2 separate regions of the Sus scrofa genome follow, and region 1 is linked to region 2. Evidence: chromatin contacts called from public HiChIP or PLAC-seq data. All regions are on one chromosome and are shown on one strand. The core of a region is the stretch at or near the end of the contact, and the rest is flanking DNA. Distances in the headings are between cores, read along the strand shown.

Evidence for each region. HiChIP or PLAC-seq counts read pairs in DNA pulled down with a chosen protein or histone mark.
Region 1: a contact with region 2 is called in an H3K27ac HiChIP or PLAC-seq map of alveolar macrophages. The contact joins the enhancer-like site here to the promoter of NUPL2 in region 2. A contact is called at or near these places in 11 of 47 Hi-C or Micro-C datasets (alveolar macrophages, embryonic fibroblasts, fetal skeletal muscle and 7 more) and 1 of 2 datasets of contacts at active chromatin or transcription factors (alveolar macrophages).

What each region holds. Positions count from the first base shown.
Region 1 is chr9:92,230,052-92,235,797 of Sscrofa11.1, forward strand. The region is part of intron 2 of IGF2BP3 (insulin-like growth factor 2 mRNA-binding protein 3); the gene reads right to left. Among named protein-coding and RNA genes, the nearest start is that of IGF2BP3, 39 kb to the right of the region's middle. Within about 2 kb of position 4,155, at least 1 of the 83 cell types and tissues checked has an H3K27ac peak or open chromatin away from gene starts, as enhancers often do. A contact at or near this core is called in alveolar macrophages, where this site is marked.
Region 2 is chr9:91,977,097-91,983,202 of Sscrofa11.1, forward strand. It overlaps NUPL2 (nucleoporin-like protein 2), which reads left to right and starts at 4,617. Exons shown (of 7, transcript XM_021063448.1): 1 at 4,617-4,841. The coding sequence starts at 4,724.

The sequences.
Region 1 (5,746 bases), core at 2,905-5,404, 250 kb after region 2:
GTCAAATTGGGGCTGCAGCTGCCAGCCTACCCCACAGCCACAGCAACATCAAATCTGAGTCTCATCTGCAACTATGCCATAGCCTGAGGCAACAACAGATCCTTAAATCACTGGGCGGGGCCAGGGGTTGAACCCAAATCTTTAGAGAGACCACTGAGCCACAACAGGAACTCCTCACCTCAGGTTTTCCTGCAAAGCCTCAGCAGAGTTCAAGAACAGCCCAGAAGCAAAGAATAGATGAATCTTTCAAGATAATCTGCAACTTACGGAAAAGAATGTGAGAAGCAGCAGATAAATGCCCCAGTCTCCCACCTGGAAGGCATTCTGCGCATTTCTCTAAGATCCTGTCTCCTTATGGCAACCTCAGGAAAGTACCCTTCATTGGCCTATCCTAAACCCTCATTTCACTCTCCCCATTCTCTCACTCCTGCTTCTTGAAATCATCTCCAAAACTAATCAGCTGCCAAGATTTCTGATTGTTGCTGCTGTGGCCCTAGTTACTGCTGTAGTGCAAGTTTGAGCCCTGGCCCGAGAACTTCCGCATACCACAGGCATAGCCAAAAAATAAAACAAAATAAATCAGCTTCATGCAAATCTTCATCTCAACCTCTTTTTTTGTGTGTGTGTGTGTGTCTTTTCTAGGGCCGCTCCTGCGGCATATGGAGGTTCCCAGGCTAGGGGTCTAATCGGAGCTGTAGTCACCGGCCTACACCAGAGCCACAGCAGTGCAGGATTGAGTCATGTCTGCAACCTACACCACAGCTCCCGGCAATGCCGGATCCTTAACCCACTGAGCAAGGGCAGGGATCAAACCCGCAACCTCATGGTTCCTAGTCGGATTCGTTAACCATTGCACCATGACAGGAACTCCTCAACCTCTTCTTTAAGAAATTCCAAGACATCATTACTTCAAACTTTTCAGAATGATGAACTGGTCCCCTGGCATTGCACAAAGATGATCAAATGTTCATTTTTGTCAGTAACATTACAGGTTTGTGGATATTTTGTGTGTATCAACTCATGCCATTAATTTCTTTTTGCTGCTCACATTGCCCCATCTTTGGCTAGTCAATGGAAGCCTCTCCACATTGATCCTCTATCTTCCAAATGACTCTAGCAATCTTGAAGATCTCTTTTGCTTTCTGTTACGATAATACAAGTTCAAGTTCAACTTGTACACTTCCTGCCCCATTTGCAACCAGTTTTATCTACATGGAATACTGGTTTCTTTTAGTCAGAAATAATGCCCAGAGATAATCTGGTCACTAGTGTGCTTACTGTTATTGGGCTGGTCATTGCTTCTAGGCCACACTAGACAATACATATTTTATTTGAAAGAGAAATAAACCATTTCATCATGCTGATTACAGTCATCCTTCCACATTCAGAGGGGCTTGGTTCCAGGATCCCTTCAGATACCAAAATCCACGGATTACTTAAAATAGATTACTTAAAATAATTAATACAATGTAAATGCTATGTAAATAGCTGTAAATACAATGTAAATGAGATGTAAACTGTTGCCAGCACAAGATGAATTCAAGTTTTGCTATTTGGAACTTTCTGGAATTTTCTCCCCCAAACATTTTTCATCGGCAGTTGGTTCAATCTGTGGATGCAGAACCCACAGACACAGAGGGCCAACTCTGTTATTTTCAATTTAAGTTTTAGGTTACTAGCCTTTTGCCAGAAGTCGTTTATATTTGCATCTTTTTCTCCCCATTAAAGCTTGACACAATATAAATAAGAATATAAACACAAAAATGCTTTGTATCTGCTATGGACTGAATGTTTATGTCATTCCCCACCCCCACCCCCCACAAAATTGGATGTTGCAGCCCTAAGCCCCAGTGTGGTGGTATTAGGAGATGGGGCCTTTGGGAAGTATTCAGGCTTATGTGAGAACGTGAGGTGGAGTCTCCATAATGGGAGTGCTGTTTTTTTGCTGCAGTGGTGGGGTTTTTTTGTTCTTTTATTTTTGTCTTTTTAGGGTCGCACCCGCAGCATATGGAGGTTCCCAGGCTAGGGGCTGAATTGGAGCTACAGCTGCCAGACTAAACCACAGCCACAGCAACACCAGATCTGAACAGTGTCTGTGACCTACACCACAGCTGACGGCAACGCCGGATCCTTAACCCAGAGTGAGGCCAGGGATCGAACCCAAATCTTCATGGATACTAGTCAGGTTCTTAACCCACTGAGCCACAACAGGAACTCCCATGGGATTACTGTTTTTCTAACGAGAGCGAGCAGGACTCTCTTCACTGGCGTACACTTAGGAAAGGTTATGTTTGCCCAGAGCAAGAAGGCCTCTGTCTACAGGCCTGGAAGGTGGCTCTCACCAAGAACCCCCAAGAATCTGCCTGTACCTTGATCTTGGACTCCCTAGCCTCCAGAACTGTCAGCAATGTCTGTTGGTCTACTTGTGGTTGCCAAGAGAGAGGAGGAGGAAGTGGGATGGACTGGAAGTTTGGGGTTAGTAGATGCAAACTATAGTATCTGGAGTGGATAAGCAATTAGATCCTATTGTATAGCACAGGAAACTATATCCAATCACCTGTGATGGAAGGAGGATAATGTAGTAAAAAGAATGCATATGTGTGTGTGTATAGAGTGGATATTATAACAAAAATAATGTATATATATGTGTGTGTGTGTATATAGGTATGACTGGGACACTTCGCTGTACAGCAGAAATTGACAGAACACTGTGAATTAACCACAATAAAAAATAAAAGGAGGAGTTCCTGCTGTGGCTTAGTGGAAACGAATCCAACTGGTAACCATGGGGTTTCGGATTCCGTCCCTGGCCTCGCTCAATGGGTTAAGGATCTGGAGTGGCCGTGAGCTGTGGTGTAGGTCACAGACGTGGCTCAGATCCTACTGAGCTGTGGCACAAACCGGCACCTGTAGCTCCGATCGAACCCCTAGCCTGGGAACCTTCATATGCTGCAGGTGCGGCCCTAAAAAGCGAAAAAAAAAAAAAAAAAAAAAAAAAAAAAAGAAGAAGAAGAATGAGGAAAGAAATGTCTACTGATTAAGCCATCCAGTCTACAGTAGTTTGTTACAGCAGCCCACACTGCCTAAGACAGCGTCTGTTATCTCATATAACCCTCACTGTCAGCATTTTATCATCTGGAGACTAAGTATACCTTGTCTAAATACATGCTGCTCATGAGTGGCAGGGTCAGAATCCAGAGATGGGTATTTAGAGTCTATCCTCCTCACTGTATTCCATCTAACTAAGTTCACTTACAATCCAGCAAATAACATAACCATTATCCAAAATAAGTCAGAAAAATTATAGGTTGCATGTTAAATCCAAAAGGTCAAAGATATGCCAATCTTAAGTAATTTTTTTTTTTTTTTTGGTCTTTTTGCTATTTCTTGGGCCGCTCCCGCGGCATATGGAGGTTCCCAGGCTAGGGGTCGAATCAGAGCTGTAGCTGCCGGCCTACGCCAGAGCCACAGCAACACAGAATCCGAGCCGCGTCTGCAACCTACACCACAGCTCACAGCAACGCCGGATCGTTAACCCACTGAGCAAGGGCAGGGGACCAAACCCGAAACCTCATGGTTCCTAGTCGGATTCGTTAACCACTGCGCCACGACAGGAACTCCTTAAGTAAAATTTTTACTTTACCCCACAGCTTTAAACCACACAATCAATTCACATACCAAGACTCAATATTGACATTCAACAGACAAGGTTAAAGATGAACACCAAGAACATGGGTCAATTCTGGCAAGTCCACACCAACACCTAGGCACTTAACTGGTCATTGCATACCAAGTCCTAACACAAGACACATAAGTGTATTAGAATTCAACTTTCTATCCAAACCACTTTACGTCCTAAATGTTCATTTTATCTTATTTCTCCCAAAAGGCTCGTCTCTCTCTTTCTTCCTACTATCACTTATAGAAATCAAAAGAATCACCACTTTCCCACTTCACAGATAAAGAGGCTGAAGCTAGAATCATGATCTAACACAGCCAACACCAGCTGACAATAGGAAGAGAAAACCAAGTCTAATTTGTAACATGTTCTTCTTTGCCTTGTTTTCTTACACAGAGAGCTAGTTCACATGGCCCATATGTGGAGTGGTCATTTTCAAATAAAAAGCCAAGCCTGGACTCAGAGCAGTAGAGAGTGACCTCTTCAACCTGCCACTTGGGGGCACTCTACACCGGCTGTAGACTTTCATTCCAGCTGTGCCCAAAAGAGAACTTGTTCAACAACCTGGCCAAATTCAGTAAAAATTACTTGTGTTAACTGCGATACTCAAGTATGTGATTATATCCATCCTTTCTCATTTTATACAATTAAGAATGAGCTCTTTAAAAAGTCAGCCTCAGCAAGAACCTACTGTATAGCACAGGGAACTACACTCAATATGCTGTAATAATCTACAAGGGAAAAGAATCTGAAAAAGAACAGGAAAAAAATACATATGTAACTTAATCACTGTGCTGTACACTGTACATCAACTATACTTCAGGAACTTTTTTGAAAAGGCCAATCTAAATTTTTGAAAAGCAAAATACACCACGTAAGTGAAAACCAGGGGGAAGATGCATTTCACATGGCTGGTGATATGCGTCTACCTGCATAATCCTGCCTCATCATTGACTCAGCAGTCTCTTATCAAACCCTCTGACTAGAAGTGCAGCCTCTCAACCATTCTCTTCCTTACATTACCTCTCTAGATAAAACTGTAACAGACTCAGAATGTCAGGGATAGAAGTGTTCCATGTGTTGACTGTGGTTGTGCTTTCACAGGTGTATATACAGTTGTCAAAAGTCATTGCCCTGCAGTGTTTAAAATGATGAACTTGGGCTGCGGGGGAGATAAGAGTTCAGGATTAACAAATACATACTGCTATATATACAATAGGTAAACAACAAGGACCTACTATATAGCACAGGGAGTATCTTGTAATAGCCTATACTGGAAAAGTACCTGAAAAGGGATATATATATATATACACACACACACACACACACACACATATATATATACACACACACATATATATATACACACATATATATATATAAAATTTTGTTGTACACTTGAAACTAACACATTGTAAATTAGCTACAGTTAAATTAAAAAATCACGTCCACTAAAAAATAAAAAATAGGGAGTTCCCGTCGTGGCGCAGCAGAAACAAATCTGACTAGGAACCACGAGGTTGCGGGTTTGGTCCCTGGCCTCATTCAGTGGGTTAAGGATCTGGCGTTGCCATGAGCTGTGATGTAGTTAGGTCACAGACGTGGCTTGGATCTGGCGTTGCTATGGCTCTGGTGTAAGTCGCCAGCAGCAGCTCTGATTAAACCCTTAGCCTGGGAACCTCCATATGCCGTAGATGCAGCCCTATAAAGACAAAAGACACACACACACACACACACACACACAAAAGAAAGAAAAAGAAAAAAATAAAATGTAAATTTAAAAAGATGCACTTGAAAAGACAAAAAAAAAAAAAAAGATACACTTGAGAAGTTCCCTTCATGGCTCAGCAGTTAAAAAACCTGACTAGGATCTATGAAGATGCAGGTTTGATCCCTGGCCTTGCTCAGTGGGTTAAGGATCTGGCATTGCTGTGGCTGTGGTGTAGGTTGGCGGCTACAGCTCCAATTAGACCCCTAGCCTGGGAACCTCCATATGTAGGTGCAGATCTAGAAAAGACAAAAAGACAAAAAAATAAAATAAATAATAAATTAAAAAATTAAAATATG
Region 2 (6,106 bases), core at 3,367-5,866:
CCACAAATGACAAGGCTCACCAATAAAGGTATATATACAGTAAAGATACGAAATCATCCATGCACAATTATACCATCAAAATCAGAAATCATGAGAAGAGGTGGGTACAAATGCGGAACACCAGAGATGATCTTGCAATTAAGAGAACAACAACTTAAAAGAATCTCATATACATGTAGACTCTTACATCAAAACTTCAGAATAACTGCAAACCAAAAATCTACAATTGATACACAAACAAGGAATCTCTGGAGAAGAAATATATCTCATAGTAAATAAGTGCATAATCCACCATGAAGGGGGTCATTTGACATCATTCTTGGAATGCTGAAGTCTTCTTAGATCTGATTCTGATTTCCTCTCCATTAAAGAACTTATAATTAAATAATGCCACTGTACAATTAAATAATACAGTTCTACAATTGTATTATTAATAACCATTTCTCTCCATGGTACAATGTAAAGTCTATAATGTCTTGTTTATCACATCACCTAGAATGGTGTAATGAAGAATCAATGAGATGGAACAAATTGTGAGGACATATTTATATAGTTACACTGTTTTTTAACCACCTTATGCATTTTATATTTTACTTATTTTCAGAGGGTGTATTATTTTTGTTATGCTTACCAGTTGTTATTCTTTTTACTATGCTATATAAAATATTTAATGGTATATAAGGCTTTCTTTATAAATTTTAGTTGCATAATATAACAATTTAATATAATGGTAATTTTTAAAGAAAAATTGAAATGTAATAGATAAAACTAAATAGTAAAGATGAAAGCCATAAAATTGGGATAAAGTATAGAATAAATTTCCTATTTGTCTCAGCATATTTTTCCATTCCACTTCTCCATGGGAGTCACTTAATCTGTTTCTTAAGATCCATGTTATAATAATCTGTGTGAATGTAATTGTGTGTAAATGTATGTATTTTATCCTGTAAAAAAATTAAAAAAAAGAAAAGAAAAGTCAGTAGTCATAGTGAGATTGGTTACTACAAGGGGTCTGGTTACTAGTGCTCAAAATAGATATGTTGAGAATAATAGGGAGTTCCCATCATGGTGCAGAATTGAATCTGACTAGGAACCATGAGGTTGTGGGTTCAATCCTTGGCCTCGCTCAGTGGGTTAAGGATCTGGCATTGCTGTTAGCTGTGGTGTAGGTCACAGATGGAGCTCGGGTCTGATGTGGCTGTGGCCAGCAGCTGTAGCTCTGATTGGACCCCTAGCCTCCACCATGTGCTGCAGGTGTGGCCCTAAAAAGCAAAAAAAAAAAAAAAAAAAAAAAAAAAAAGGAATAATAGGAGTCAAGTTTCTCACTATGAAATAAAAACACTTAGAAATGCAGATGCAAAATAAAATGAATTCTGTGATCTTGGGTTGAAATTGCTGGTTATCAGTATGAACTCAGTAGTTTTTAATATATAGATACAGAAATATGTATTGATGTAAACATTTCTGTCTGTAGTTTTATATTCTCTAGTAATACCCAGGGTTTTGGGATTGGGTTGGGAAATAAAGTCATTACAATGGCAATGAGCAAACTTAAGAGCTTAGGTCTTGGCTTCTAAGTACCAGCAGAAAGGTGGGCTCCATTGGAAAAAAGGCTGATTGCAGGACTGGAGTAAGGTAAGTGTCAGATGAGCCTGGAGCATCTTTGGGCCAGGAAATGAAGAAGTGCTCAAAGAATCATGGAATGTGTCAATTGGGAATGATTTGAGCATCAGAATCAATGAAAGATTATAATCCAATGAATAAAGTTGGAATCCATAAAGTCTGTAATGATAGGAATAAGTAAATGAGTGAACTAAAAGTCTGGTGAGGAATGAGGTTTTTATATACTTTCAAAATCCTTATAAAATTCCTATTAATAACAAAGAGGAAAAGAGTACTTGTACAGTGGAGCAATTTGGCAGACAACACCTGAAATGATCAAAGTGAATATTATAATTAATGAGACAAATTGTGCACTACCTGATAGGTGCATTGTGAAGACCATGGCAAAGATCCGTAATCTAAATCTAATAACTAGAAAACATCAGATAAGTGTGCATTTAGGAAATTCTACAAAATAACTAGCTGTAATCTAATAGTGACAAGGAAAGACTGAGAAGATGTTCTATAATGAAGACTAAAGAAATATGAATAAGGCAATGATAATTTCAAACTGCATTTTTGTCCTTTAAAGGGTATTATTGGAACATTTAGCGAAATGTGAATAGAATCCAATGATTAGATAGTAGGATGCAGCAATATTAATGTCCTAATTCTGGTGATTATATTGTGGTTAAGTAGAAGAATGTCCTTGTTTGTAGGAAATACATTTTACTGTTGGGTGAAGAGGTATCAGGTCTGCAATATAGTTTCAAATGGTTCAGGAAAAAGTTCTTTGAACTATATGTACTTGTAACTCTTCCATAAGTTTGTTTCAAAATAAACTGATTTTAAAAAAGTAAAAAGTTGCATCAGTTATTCCCAGTGCTCCTGGAGATTCCACAGTTCTCAAAATCCAAACTAAGTATATAAGCAAGAACAATGGCTGGCCATCCTAAACCACTAGGGATGAACCTGTAATCCAACAATGTCAGATTTATTGACTCATTGCAACCAAGGAGACTGCACACTAGAGGAACTGCAGGGTGTCTCACACACAAAAGAAAATGTAGTTGTAGGATTTGTGGGAAAGGTGGAGTTTAAGTAAAATCTAAATGAAACAGTTTTGATAGAGCAGTGTAAAAAGGCATCAACATCACATCTGGAGTGAGAAATGGAGGTACGGTCATGTTTCCTTGGTAACCACAGATTTAAGAGAACATGAAATGTTCTTTTCAGGAACCCCTTATCTGCAGCTCTGCACCTGGTTAGAAATCAAAGCTGCTTCTCCGTGTCAAAGTGCCTTGGGTCCTCCAGGCAAGAGTGGGTATTTCATTCCTACTGATAAAATTTCAAATAGCTACATTTATGTGGACTTTGTTTTATTTTATTGGCGTTGACTTACAATGCTGTATTAGTTTCAGGTGTACAGCAAAGTGAATCCGTTATACATATACCTATACCTATTCTTTTTCCCATATAGGTTGTTATAAACTATTGAGATTTCCCTGTACTATACAGTAGGTTCCTGTTAATCATGTTTTATTCAGTAGTGTGAATATGTTATTCACACCTTCCCAATTCCTCCCTCCCCTCAATGGTTTCACCTATGATAATTATAAGACTGATTTTGAAATCTGTGAGTTTGTTTCTGTTTCATAAATAATTGTTTTAAATGGCCACACCCACAGCATGTGGAAGTTTCCAGGCCAGGGATCAAACCCAAGCCATAGCAGAGACCTACACTACTGCAGTGACAACACCAGATCCTTAACCTGCTGTGCCACAAGGGAACTCATATAATTTCCTTTGTATCATTCTTATTAGATTCCACATGTAAGTGATATCATATTGGGAGTGCCTGTTGTGGCTCAGTGGTAACAAACCAACTAATATACATGAGAACCTGAGTTCGATCCCTGACCCCACTCAGTGGGCTAAGGATCCAGCATTGGTGTAAGCCATGGTGTGGGTCGCAGACATGGCTTGGATCCTGCGTTGCTGTGGCTGTGGCACAGGCCAGTGGCTATAGCTCCAATTCAACCCCTGGGAAGTTCCATATGCTGAGGTTGTGGCCCTAAAAAAAAATAATAATAATAATAATAATAATAATAAAATATCATTATATTTGCCTTTGATGCACTTTCCTGTGAATTTTAGCTCCATCCATGATGCTGCAAACGGCATTATTTCATTCTTTTTTATGGCTGAGTAGCATCCCATTGTGTAAATACGCCACATCTATACCCAATCATCTGTCCATGGACACTTGGGTTGCTTCCACGTCTTCGCTATTGTAAATAGTGCTGTGATGGACACTGGGGTGCATGTATGTTTTTGAATTATGGTTTTCTCCAGATATATGCCCAGGAGTAGAATTATGTGGATTTTTTTATTTATATGTGGACTTTAAAGAACAAGGTTTCTCTGTATGTAGTAAGATAAGAATGTAGTACTTATCTGAAGATGGGGGTTATTATGATACTTTTTATTTACAGTTTGTCCTTAAAATCTTCCCTGGGAATTCCCTGGTGGTCTAGTGTGGTTAGGGCTCAGCGCTTTCACCATTTTCACCCATGTGGTCCAGGTTCAAGCCCTGGCCTGGGAACTGGCTCTAAAAAACCCAAAACTATTTCCTGTTAACCCTCACAACTGGCTTTATCTAACACTGTTGTCCATCCTGATGAATGACTGGGCAGATCTTTGCTCTCACCGGTTACAAATGAAAATTACGACTAGGTCTCTCAAACCACAGCCACAGCTAATCCTTCTCTCAGGGCCGTGCTGGAGTTCTGGGTTTGCCTGACTAGCTTTCCTCTCATTTTGGACCTCAAGCTTCCCTTGAAGGCCGAGGTCCTTTGCCAGGGTCTCTTACCCGCTTTTCCTCCACAGCTGATTCAAACATCCCGCCCTCCCAGGCCATCCTTGTTGCATAGGGGCGGACCTTCTCTTCTCAAACCCTATTGGGTATAATCCGCTCCTCTCACCGCACAAGCGAGCCAGGGCCTTTCCCAGGCGCGAAAAAATTACGTCACAGTAGCGGTTCCGGGTCCTCCCGTAGCTTTAGGTTCTCTGCTGGCAGAGGGTAAGGAAGGAAGGCCTCTCCGTCTGAGACGCCCTTGCCATGACCATTTGTCAGTTTTTCCTTCAAGGCCGGTGCCGCTTTGGAGACCGGTGCTGGAACGAACACCCCCGCGCCGGGGGTGCGGGCGGAGGACGGCAGCAGCAGCAGCAGCCCCCAGGTGACGTTCTCATCAAGCCTTCGCCGCTAGTTGATCTGGGCAGAGCTTGGCGTGAGTCCGGCTAGAGAGGTGCGAGCGGCCGCCGTGGGGCCCTCCGCCGGGCACAGCGCCACGGCGTACCAGTAGGGTGACGCGGACGTGCCTGCGTCGTCCCCTCGCCCGCCCCGCCCACCGACATTTTTAGCCATTTATTAGTATCTCGGTAGACTTGTTGGGCAGGTGAAGGCAGGTGCTTGCTTCGTCGTGGGTACTAATGCAAAACAATGAATTTTTTAAGTCGGAATTACGTGTCAAAACTACCTTGTCTTTTGGTGGCAGTGGTTCGGAGAATTGGCGTAGTTCGAGGCAGACTCTTCCTTGCTTTACTGTACTCCTGGGTACTTGTTTTTTTTCCCGTTGACGCCTTGAGCATAACTTTCTCTAAACTTTTTTTTTTTTTTTAATAGGGAGGGGCTAGCAACTGGGGTCATAGTCAGGACTCTCAATTTGGGGAAAGTCGTAAACTCCTTTGAAAAATCTAATAAAAACTACAGAGCCATAAGCCTCAGATAAATGCAAATGATGATAAAATTGGGGGTAAAATTGGGAGAATGGGATGCCCAATTAAGAACTCCGGGCTAGGAGTTCCTGCTGTGGCTCAGCGGGTTAAGAATCTGACTAGTATCGGTGAGGATGCGGGTTGGATTTTTGACCCGGATCAGTGGGTTAGGGATCCCTCATTGATGCAGGTTGCGCCATAGGTGGCGGGATGTGGCTGGGATCTGGCGTTGCTGTCTTTGTGGAGTAGGCCCGCAGCTGCAGGTCTGATTCAGCCCCTAGCCTGGGAACTTCTATATGCCAAAGGTGAGACTGTGGGGGAAAAGAAAGAAAAAAAAAAAAACTAAAAGGAAAAAAAAATTGTTTGTTTATGTCAGGAGTGCCCTTGTGGTGCAGCGGGTCAGAGATACGATATTGTTACTAGTGTGGTGCAGGGTCAATCCCTGGCCCTGGAACTCCCACATGCCTCGCTCTGCAGTCAAAAAAAATAAATAAATAAACAAAATAAACAAACAAACAAAACCACAAAGCTGTTCATTTTCAATTTATATAATTAAGTGTAATATCAACAAATTACGTAATGGTCCAGTCAACAATATTGAGAAGACTAAATCCATAGAAAAATAATGATGTATTTCTAAATTCAGCTAAGTTTGTTTGTTCTTGACCATGCCTCAGCATGTGGAAGTTCTTGTGCTAGGAATTGAACCTGCTGCACCATAGGAAAC